Regions from separate parts of the Mus musculus genome. Here region 2 is linked to region 1. Evidence: chromatin contacts called from public Hi-C data. All regions are on one chromosome and are shown on one strand. The core of a region is the stretch at or near the end of the contact, and the rest is flanking DNA. Distances in the headings are between cores, read along the strand shown. Region 1 has its middle 45 kb from the start of Gm33308. Region 2 has its middle 24 kb from the start of Gm33380.

The links. Hi-C and Micro-C count contacts between places; a contact is called where the count stands out from the background.
Region 2: a contact with region 1 is called in a Hi-C map of uterus, with 3 times the contacts expected there. The contact joins two enhancer-like sites. A contact is called at or near these places in 1 of 15 datasets of contacts at CTCF or cohesin (large pre-B cells) and 5 of 484 Hi-C or Micro-C datasets (bone marrow-derived macrophages, brown adipocytes and uterus).

What each region holds. Positions count from the first base shown.
Region 1 is chr12:32,289,019-32,294,471 of GRCm38.p6, forward strand. No RefSeq gene overlaps it. Among named protein-coding and RNA genes, the nearest start is that of Gm33308, 45 kb to the left of the region's middle. Within about 2 kb of position 3,078, at least 191 of the 459 cell types and tissues checked have an H3K27ac peak or open chromatin away from gene starts, as enhancers often do. A contact at or near this core is called in uterus, where this site is marked.
Region 2 is chr12:32,602,597-32,608,049 of GRCm38.p6, forward strand. No RefSeq gene overlaps it. Among named protein-coding and RNA genes, the nearest start is that of Gm33380, 24 kb to the left of the region's middle. Within about 2 kb of position 2,950, at least 6 of the 459 cell types and tissues checked have an H3K27ac peak or open chromatin away from gene starts, as enhancers often do. A contact at or near this core is called in uterus, where this site is marked.

The DNA.
Region 1 (5,453 bases), core at 1,828-4,327:
GTCTCTGGATGGTCCAAGGCATCTCTTATAAAAACAACATTTAATTGGGGCTGGCTTACAGGTTCAGAGGTTCAGTCCGTTGTCATCAAGGTGGGGCATGGCAGTGTCTAGGCAGATGGTGGGATGGGAAGAACTGGGAGTTCTATATCTTCATCTGATGACTGCTATGAGAAGACTGACTTCCAGGCAGCTAGGAGGAGGGTATTAAAGCCTAAGCCCACAGTGACATACCTACTCCAACAAGGCCACACCTCCAAATAGTGCCACTCCCTGGGTCAAGCATATACAAACCATCACACACCACATAACATTTTAATTAATTCTCTGGGAGTTTCATATCATATACCCCAATCACAATACCTTTCCAGTCCTTCCATGTCTGCCCTCTATTATCTCCCCCACCAAAGAAGTAAAAAAGAAAAAAAAAACAAAACAAACAAACAAAAAAATACAACAAAAACCAAGTCCACTTTGTGTTATCTATATACTCACTGGAACACGGTCAAATCCTTAGTGGCGTGCACCTTAAATAGAACTGAGTCCTTTCCTCACCTGCACCCTGGCCAGAAGCCATCAATTATGGAGGGCTACATTTCAGCATCCCATCACACTTTTTAAGAGTTCTCTTCAGTGCCTTCCTGTCTAGGCTGTTACTGTTTGGGGGGTGGGGTGGAGGTTGGGGTGGGTGTAGGGGTTGTCATAGAAGATTGTATGTCCTCCCTCTCCACTGTGGGTATGCAGTCATCCATCTAACAGCAAAAGTAGCTTCCTTGCTCTTCACAGTCAATGGGAACAAAGATCATGGGCTTCTACACAGTTTCCAGTGACGTCATAGACCATGAACAAGGTCCTTGTTGCAGTAGGACCCCAGACCCAAACAAGACCCTTGCAGGCTGCCCCAACTGCCTGTGGACATATCACCTTAGGTGGCTGTGCAGGCTACTCAGACCAGTATGTACTCCTTCCCTGCTTCCCCCCCCCCCCCCCACGCTGGGGACAGCATGACCCAAGGAGATCAACATGGCTCCGGGTAGTAGACCACAAACCACAGACCTCTGCCTGGCCTTTGATGGTAAATTAGACCATGAACATCAACACACACCTTGGTGGCAATAGGACCTTTGTCCCAGATGTGGCCCTCAATGGCAGCAAGGACCCAGCATGGGTGGTTGCAGGCCTGGCTGGCTTATCAGACTGTTGGCTCTTCTGCCTGCACATCAGCCCCAGGTGGGGGGGGGTGTTCAATTTTTTTTTCCTGATGAATACTGATGCAAAAGTTTTCAATTAAATTATTCCTAACTTGACCTGGCTTGGAGGCACAAACCTTTAATCACAGCAGCTGGGAGAGAGAGACAGGCATATCTGTGAGCTTGAGGCCAGCCTACTTTACAGAGTGAGTTCTGGACTACACAGAGAGACCGTGTGTGTGTGTGTGTGTGTGTGTGTGTGTGTGTGTGTGTGTGTGTGTGTGAGCGTGCATGCTCTCTCGTGCACATGTACACACACACACACACACACACACACACAGAGCTATTGAAAACTGAATTCAAGAACACACCAAGGAGATTATGCACTGTGACTTAGTTGTTTTTACCCTGAGATGCAGAATGGTTCAACATACATAGCCCAAAACTTATAATGCAAGATATAAATAGACTTGAGGTAAAAACAGAATCACATGGTCATTTCTATCAATGCTAGTCAGACCCTTGGCAACACTCAACATCACTTTGTGATAAAATCCCAGAACAAGCTAGGAATAGAAAGAACATAGTTAAACACAACAGAGGTTGTATATGACCAACCCATAGTTAATCTTATAATAAATGAGGAAAAGCTCAGAGCACTTTTCTTATAGTCTGGGTGGAGTGAAGGATACACACTCCTTCCATCCTTATTGCATACAGTACACAATGGTTTAACCAGAGGAATAAGACAAGAGAATTATGTTTGCTATAACTATTCGTCTACAAGACTCTGTGTGAATAGAAGTCCTTACTACCCTTGAAGCATACACCCAGGACTAAAATTGCTGGGTCACAGAATGGCTCTGTCTATCTTACATGGATTTTGAATATGACAGGGAAACTGGTTACCTGGAGAATAATGAACAGGGTGATTGAATACAGTGGACAAAACGCTGTAACCATGGGTCTCCTAAATTCTACAGTGCACACCGCTGAGTAAGGAGTCAGGAGTGATTAATCCATAGACTGGTGAAATATTCCCTCACAGAAATACCAGTTTATCAGGTTCACATTGCTAGGGTGTGGTGTAACCTAGACCTGCTAGAGATGATGCAATATTTGAATTTCAGCAACCCCCCCCCCCAAAAAAAAACCAAAAACAAAAAACGGATGGAAATTCCCCACATGAAAATGAAGCAGGGCTGGTGAGGTGGCTCCCTTGACAAAGCATTTGCTTCAGGACATGATGACCTGAGTTCGATCCCCAGTACCCACAAGGTGGAGGGAGCCAATCTGCTCCTGCAATTGTCGTTTGATCACAAGGACAGCACAACACCCAGTGAATAACAGATAAGTGGAAAGCAAAATGAAGGAAGTAAAAAGCAGCTGTTTAGTGGTAGTAGTTTGATGTCCATTGCAGTGGACTATGAGTTCTTTACTAACTCAAAAACTTCTATATAGCTAGAAGAAACGAACAAACAAAAACAAAACAAAGAAAGAAAGAAAAAGGAGACAAGGTTAAATCACTAAGTGCCCACAGAAGCCAGAGAAATGATGAATGAGTTAACAAATCAGGCCTCTCTGGGTGCCCTGCTTCAAAGAACCTTGGCGAATGTGGTAGTCTCCAGAATATGTCACTTAAATCCAGACTTCGTAAAAACACAAAATGACAACCACGGAAAATGTACTGACATTTAAACCAAGCCCTGGGCGACGATGGGTAAGCTCCTGTAATAAAGAAAAGAGAAAAGAGACCGAGAAAGAAAGGGCGAGGGAAATCGGCTACAGGAAAAAACCCCAGACTTTCAAGCTGATAAACTTGAAGAGCAGGGAGTGTGATCTAAGGCGCCTCGTTTTAAAATACCTCAAAATTACCACAAGGTGGCGCTCTCGGGAATTTGACGCTCCAGACAATCCTGCTTCCCTGAAGTCCCGCTTTGTAGAAGGGTGGGCTGAAGGAGATGAGCCAGGCAAGGCTGCTGTGCCCTCTTCAAGGCCTGGGGTAGCTCTTTGACTTCCAAGCCTAATCTTACTCTCAGCGCGAGATCCATTAAAAACAGATCTTGGTGAGGCAGTCTGAGTCGGTGCTGCTGACCCCTACAGGCCACACTTGGAGTAGCAAAGGCTTAAACAACTGGAGAAATGAAGACTCGAATCTATCATGTTTAGAAAATTGTTTACAGAACAGCCTCTGTTCTGACCAATGGGATGATTCCATTACTAAGGTATAATGTTTGGGTTGTGACTTCAAAATACACGAGTATCTTCTACGTATTTCTGGATAGAATATCGACACAGGGATTAGTTCTTTTGGTTCGCCTAAAAGAGGACATTAACCTTGGAATGACTAAGCAAAACCACGAAAGCAACTTCCTCTCCTTCTCTCTCTCTCCCTCCCTGCCTCCCTTCCATCTTTTCCTCCTCACTCTCTCTCTGTTCCTCTCTTCCTTCTTAACAGAGTCTCACTAGGCTGCCCAGTCTGACCCCAAACCCAAGATTCTCACGCCTCACCCTTCTGAGGGGTTTGTTTGTTAATAGAGAAACCTAAAGCTGCAACCTTTTAAAACTCCTGCTATCCAGAGCCCAGCAAATGGAAGCGAGTCTCCTCTGCCAAAGCCAGGCTGCTAATTTATTAAGTCCAGTTAGAGGGACAGAATTCACGTGACTTAGGAAGCTGAGCGGCTTGTGGAAATGTTGACAGTGTGCCGAGGACCAGACACTAGGTGGAGCTTTCAGAAATGACTCTTGAAACCACAGTACAAAATGGTGTCACTGGGCAGCTGCTGTGTTGGCCATGTCCTGGTGAGGACGTCACTCTGAGCAGGAAGTTGTCAGGATTGCTGTGTGCTCCACAGGTCTGCCCCTGCTGCAGTGTGTACCAGGAAAACCAGGCCCTGTGGACTCATAACAGTCAAAATAGCAGTGACTGGCACTGAGACCTCTGCCCATCTAGTGGCAGAGAGGGCCAGTTCCAGAGGTGCCTGCCAGCTAAGGCTTGTACTGATGCATCGGGTTGGCTACATCTAAGTCTAACTTAAAACCAAATCTAGGTCCAGTACCTGGGAGATGGAGGCAGGGGGATGGATGAGGATCCAAGATCACACTTGGCTATGTGGGAAGTTTGAGACCAGCCTGGGCTACCAGAGACCCTATGTGAAAAAAAAAAACATCTAAATAATATATCTACTGTGGAATATGGAAAACGTAGTTTTCAGCTTTCTGGACTCAAAGGCTCAAGAAAATACTGTAAGCAAGGGAAGTCTGGAACCCTCTGCCCTCAAACTTCACCAGAATCCAGAGAAAATAGAGAAGAGCAATAATGAAATTGTGGAGCTTTGAATAAGAAGGGGCCCATAGGCTCATATTTGGATGCTTAGGGAATGGCACTAGGAGGCGTGGCCTTGTTGGAGGAAGTGTGTTATGGAAGTTGGAGTGGGGTTGGGGAGGTTCAGGGGTGGGGATAGGTGGGTAGTGGGTGAGTAGTGGGTGATTGGTATTTCAAATACTCAAGCCAGGCCCAGTGGCTCTCTCTGTTCCTGTTGTCTGCTGTTCCAGATCTCAGCTACCTCTCCAGCACCACATCTGTCTGCATGCTGCCAAGTTTCCTTCCATGGTGATAATTGGACTAAACCTCTGAACATAAGGCATTGCCAATCAAATGCTTCCCTTTATAAGAGTTGCTGTGGTCGTGGTGTCTCTTCACAGCAATAGAAACCCTAACCAAGACAACTATTTCTGACAGTTCAGTATGTGCAAATCAGCATGTTAACACAACGGGATAGAAAGGGCCTTTCAGTAACTAACAGCCTGGGAACTGGCTTATCATTTTGGAAATGTTTAGAGAACATACCAGGTGAATTCTGCATAGATCAATACTGTAAATGTGAACTGCACAAGCATAAAATATGTACTGCGTATATGGTATAGGTATTTCTAAGATTACTTGAGAATTTGGGTGGAAATTTTGGAATGGTTTATGAGACAGTTTCATACTCTAGTACAGGCTGGTCTGGAACTTTCTGTGGAGGCCAGGATGGTCTCTAACTTCTAATTTCAATACCTCGTTTTCAAAAATGGCTAGAATCTATAGATAGAAAATCAGTAAGAAACAGTGAACTTGAACATAAATGTAGACAAATTGATGATGGCCACATAGCAGACATTACACCCTAAGAGAATAGAGTGCCCATGTTCTCCAAGTACACAGACCATTTTCCAGGACAGATCACAGATCAGGTCTCAGAATAAGTCTCAAAAATGTAGGAA
Region 2 (5,453 bases), core at 1,700-4,199, 310 kb after region 1:
CCAACACCTACACAAAAGCTATGTGTAAGCCACGAGGTGGCGGTGCATGTTTTCAATCTCAGCACACAGGAGGCAAGAAGTTCCAGGCCCGCCTGGTCTTACAGAGTAAGTTCCAGGACAGCCAGGGCTACACAGAGAAACCCTGTCTCAGAAAATAAACAAAACAGATAGACATACAGACAAACAAACAGCTAGGTGTGTCAGTGCACCCCTATAGCTCTAACTTTAGAAGTTGGAGGCAGAAGGATGGCAGAAGCTCCCAGGCCAGGATATCCAGCCCATCAATGCATTCCAGCGTCAGAGAGACCCTGTCTCAAAAACAAAAGTGAAGGGCCAGTGAACTGGTTTCCAGTACAAACTTGAAGGCCATCCCAGGAACCTAGGCTGGAAGGAGAGAACTGACTTCCCAAAGTTGTCCTTTGATTTCCATATACAATGGTACACATACATCTATATTTGTACACATATTAGAAAACAAATAAAAATTAAAAGTACATGGTAGGTGTTCTATGTCTACTTTTCACCCCAGAAGTACAACTGTGTGTATATAATAATAATGTTATTATATTATATGGAATATATAATTATAATGAAGCTTCATTTAAGGTAAAAAAAAAAGTATTCAACAAAGGTAATTTTAAAAATCTGTGATCTTTTTCTCTTTTGTTATTGGTCTGAGACCATGATCAGGATGTATACAGCTTCTATGCTTCTTGAATTTAACAAGAAATTTAGCTCACCCCTAGTCTTTTCCTAGCAATATCAGCAACTTGTGTCTTCCTCTCCATTATTTTAATAACTATTGTAGATTGCATCTTAGCCCAAAATGTACATTAATCACATTAAATGATAGTATGTAATTATCAAATTCAATGGTCTACAGTTTTCCTAGGAATTCTCTAGGCCATGACTGGCTCCATGGTAAAGCATGTGTCTGGCACTAAGGCCTTAGACTCATGTGTCAGCAGGAAAAAGGAGATGAGAAATAGCTGGGTGGGAGGAGGTGAAAATCGTGGAGAATTGTGGAATTTAATCTGTTTTCAAGGTACTAAAATTGCGGGTCATGTATGAGGTAGTATGATTTTAAATTCTCCATGCTTTTTCTGACTAACTAATGTTAAAAATTGTCTAGATTTAAAATAGTACCTCAGTTATTGGCTATGGCAAATAACATTTGTAATTCATCTGGACACACAAACCTATATTGCCAATAATTCCCTGGTAAAACAAGGTGAATTGCAAAAAGCAACATTTCTTTCCAATATCAATTGAAAATTTCAGGCATCTCACTAGTACTACAGACTCTGAATCACATTAAAGGTGTGGACATAATTATGGTTATTCTAAAATAGGCATATCTCCATTACAGGACTGTCTTGCTAAAGTTAGGGCAGAAGCTTGTATAAGAACTTCAGGTTACTATGTGTTAGAGGGAGAAGGATAATGACTATTGAAAAGGTGCCTGGACAGTTACTTTGGACATTCAAGTTTTCATGGGAGTAGAGAAGAGTTTATTACACACAAATTGCTGGGTCCTAGACTTTCTTACTGCTGTGACCAAACATCTGAGAGAAACTTGAGAAAAATAATTTCTTTTGCTCTGAATTGAAGAGGTTGCTGTCCATCATGGTAGGAGGTATGGCAGATCAGCTCATCTAATGGCAGGCAGGAAGAATGGGCATGATGGGAAAGAGGGTAAAATGTCACCCTAGGACAGGTGGGCCCCACCTTCTACAGTTTCATCGACTCCCTTTACATAGCCTGCTTAGATTTTGACTCCATTAGTGGATTAAACTACTCACTATCTTAGGGCCCTCAAGGTCTAACTGATATAATAATCCTCATGGACACACCCTCTGGTGTGCCTCTCTAGTTAATTAATCTTCTAGACATCTCTCAGTCCAATCAAGTTGAAAATTTAACCATCTTTTACTCTGATTCTCCTCTCTACTCCATTGTATGATGTTGACCACTGCTGGCTTTATTATTCTCATACAAAAGAGTTGGTTAATAAGCAAACTGGTCTTTATCCCTGACTTAAGTCAAGACTGTACAATAGGACCATGTTCTATCCTCAAAGGCAGAAAGCTCAGCTTCGTTCACATTCTCAACAGAAACTTGCTGAACACACATCAGCATCTACCAAGAAAGGCAGAAGGGGAAGATTCAATTAGTACACACGACTGGGGACGGGGGATTGGTTTTTGTGTTGGCTTTGTATAAATGGGAACATCATGGTCCTGATAACAACTTACCCTCAAAAGAGTTAGGTGGCTGGATGTGAATCTGATCAGTGATTAGAAGCTGAGAACAAGGGGACAAGTGGCTGAATGTCAATATCATAGGCCGAGCCATTGTGAGACTAGACTTTCCCAGGGAGAAGAAAATGTTGGCCCATGAGTGAAGCACACAGGTATTGTTGGCATGGGGAAAATAAAAGCACAAAGCTAAGATGGAGTACTCAAGAGAATAAGAAAATGAAAAATAATATCTGAGATGGAAGAAGTCTGAACATATATAATCAGATTAAAGCAATTGCTTTAACATTTTTTGGAAAAGTGTTATATAATGGTATTTAATGGCTGTCTTGCTATCTATCACAGGTTAAAAAAATATTAGAAAGTAGTCTTAAAATAGGATTGTACATGATTCAAAAAAATTATTTAGAGCTTCCATAGCTTTCAGTGAATGATTGAGATTGTGGGTCACATTATTTCTTCTTCGTATGTTTATATATTTCTTGTTATACATGTATGATACACACATCTTACTAGTTTGTATTTATTTGTTAACAGTTTTTAAGCATGAGAACTTTTTTTTAAAAAAAGCCTTTGTCAGTGATTCTAAATTGAATCTTTGATGCAATTTATAGCCATTAGAAACTGGCCACTCCTGACTTGAGATATTTTTGGTTTAATGATGACAGTTGTTTATAGAACTCTGTGTCCCTGCTCCTCCCAAGTGAGACCTGCTGACTTGGTGCTCAGGAAACTTTAGTCTGTTTGGGTACTAAGAAAGCAAAGCTGGAAAGAAATTTCACATCTCTTTTCTACCAACCTAGGGGAGGCAGAGTGGGCCAGAGGTAGGTATGGTTGTTGACTGTTCTCTGGGTTGTCTCCAGCTCCTACACTGCCCCAGCATAAAATTTTTTGCAGGATGGTATTATTTATTCTTTGACATTTCATGCATCTGTACAATGCATTTTTACCCAATTCTCCACCCCAACTCTTCCTGACACCCCTGTCACATACTTTCATATCTTCTTCTTTGTGTGTGTAACCTACTTAGTGTTGTTAGTGATGCATACGAGCAGGAATCCTTGTTCTGAAGCTATCTCTTGCTTCTCCATCATGCCTCACAGAGCAACATTATCAAGGAAAGCCAAGAGTGAGAGCATAACAAGTACTTAAAGGACAGAAGCTCTCTAACAGTACAGCAAGCCGATGCTATTTTAACCTTGTAATCCTCTGATGACTATCTACAGTGTGCCCATTTTTCCATTTTTTTAAAAAGCGTTATTATAGTGTATAAATATTTTTCTTTATAGTCATAAGCCTGCGTTACTAATAATATTAGCCAGGTTGTTGAAAACATCCCATTGGTCAGAATACTTATTAAGGTTTTCATATTTGCATTTTCCCCAGCTAACATAATGCAGTTTCTGTTGAAGACTTCACAGGCATAAAATAATTTCTATTGGAAACATATATTTTTTACTGTATCACTTAAGAGTGAACATCTAAGACAGTTTCAATGGCGATAGCAAAGGAAAGGAGATCCTGACATAGTTTTCACCTCTCCTTGCTTCATGTTGGAGTGATGGAGAGAGCGTTAAATTGGGACTGGAGAAACAAGAAAAAGTGAGGTGCTTGTTCATGGTTTTGCTAAGTGCAAAGATCACTTCATGAACTAGAACACCCAATGGCTAGGATGTTTTTCTTCCCGTTTTTCCTATTCCAGATTTCCTTGTGGAAGTAGACATGATACTAGTAGCAGAGGCTTTACAGGGGTGAGGTGAGGTGAGGTCACAGCTCCTGCCTGTACTTCTCACGAGCGTGCATTCATCCCAGTCTCCTGTGAAGTTCTGACTTCATCCTCTTCACTGTCTAACTGCCTCCCACTCCTGGACTCATCCTTGACTTGTTCTCCTGTCCTCTCAGTCCCAAACAAAACATTTTCATGTAACACACACACACACACACACACACACACACACACACACACACACACATATATACACACACACAGCATAGAGTTTTAGTCACCCCCACCCCACACGCATACAAAAAACCCACTAAATTGTTTGTTTTCTTGAATGCAACTGAAGATTATCCTACTAAATAAACTAGGTCAGCCTTTGAAAGAAAACTCCATATTTCTCCTCATTTGTGGATTCTAGATTTTATAGACACAAGTCATATAACTATGTTTGACATGAAAGTAGAGGAGAGACTGTGTAAGACAACAAAGGAGATAATAGGAACAAGAAAAGGCAGGGGGAAAGGTGTTCAAATTATGTTTATGTAATTGTATAAAGATATTATGAAATCTAGCACTTCCAAAGGACAAAGCACTGTACTGCTCTCAACATTCTTATCTTCCAAACTCCTCGAAACAGAGCACTGAGTCCTGAGCATTCAATGCCTTTCCAACCCAAAGTTCAAATGTACCATATTCCTTCCAAAACACAGAGTCAAGTCTACCCCCAAAATAACTCAGGATCCTGGTTCAAATTTCTGTCTTAGTTAGGATTTTTTACTACTGTGATAAAATTCCATAGCCAAAAGCAAGTTGTGGGTGGAAAGGTTTTTTTTTTTTTTTCTTATGCCCCTATGTAATCTCCCATCACTGAGGAATGCTGGGACAGGAACCTGGAAGTAGGATCTGATGCAAAGGCCATGGAGGAGTACTGCTTACTGGCTTGCTCGCTGTGCTGGCTAGTTTGTTATCAATTGGACAAAAAAAAAAAAAAAAAACTAGAATCACTGGAGAGAAAATGCCTCCATAAGATCCAGCTATAGACAGACATGTAGAGCATCTTCTTAATTAGTGATTGATGGGAGAGGGCCCAGCCCATTGTGAGTGGTGCTGTCCCTAAGCTGGTGGTCTTGGGTGCTATAAAAAAAAAGCAGGCTGAGAAAGCCATGGAAAGAAAACCAATAGCAACATTCTTCCATGGTCTCTGCATTAGTTCTGTTGTGGATAGCCCTGGGGTTAATTCCGTTTTCCTGTGAGTGGCTTCGAACAAGAAATGAGTCAGCACTCAGGTGATTTCCTGTAAACCTGCTTCCCACCTTAATTTGTAAAATTAAGGAGAGTTGATGATTTGGCAGATAAAAGGGAAGGTGGAGTGGAAGGTGGAGAGAGAGAGAGAGAGAAGAAGGAGAAAATGGTAGAGAGTACACAGAGGAGGGTGAAGAAAAGAAGCAGGGCAGAAGCACACGGCCTGGAGA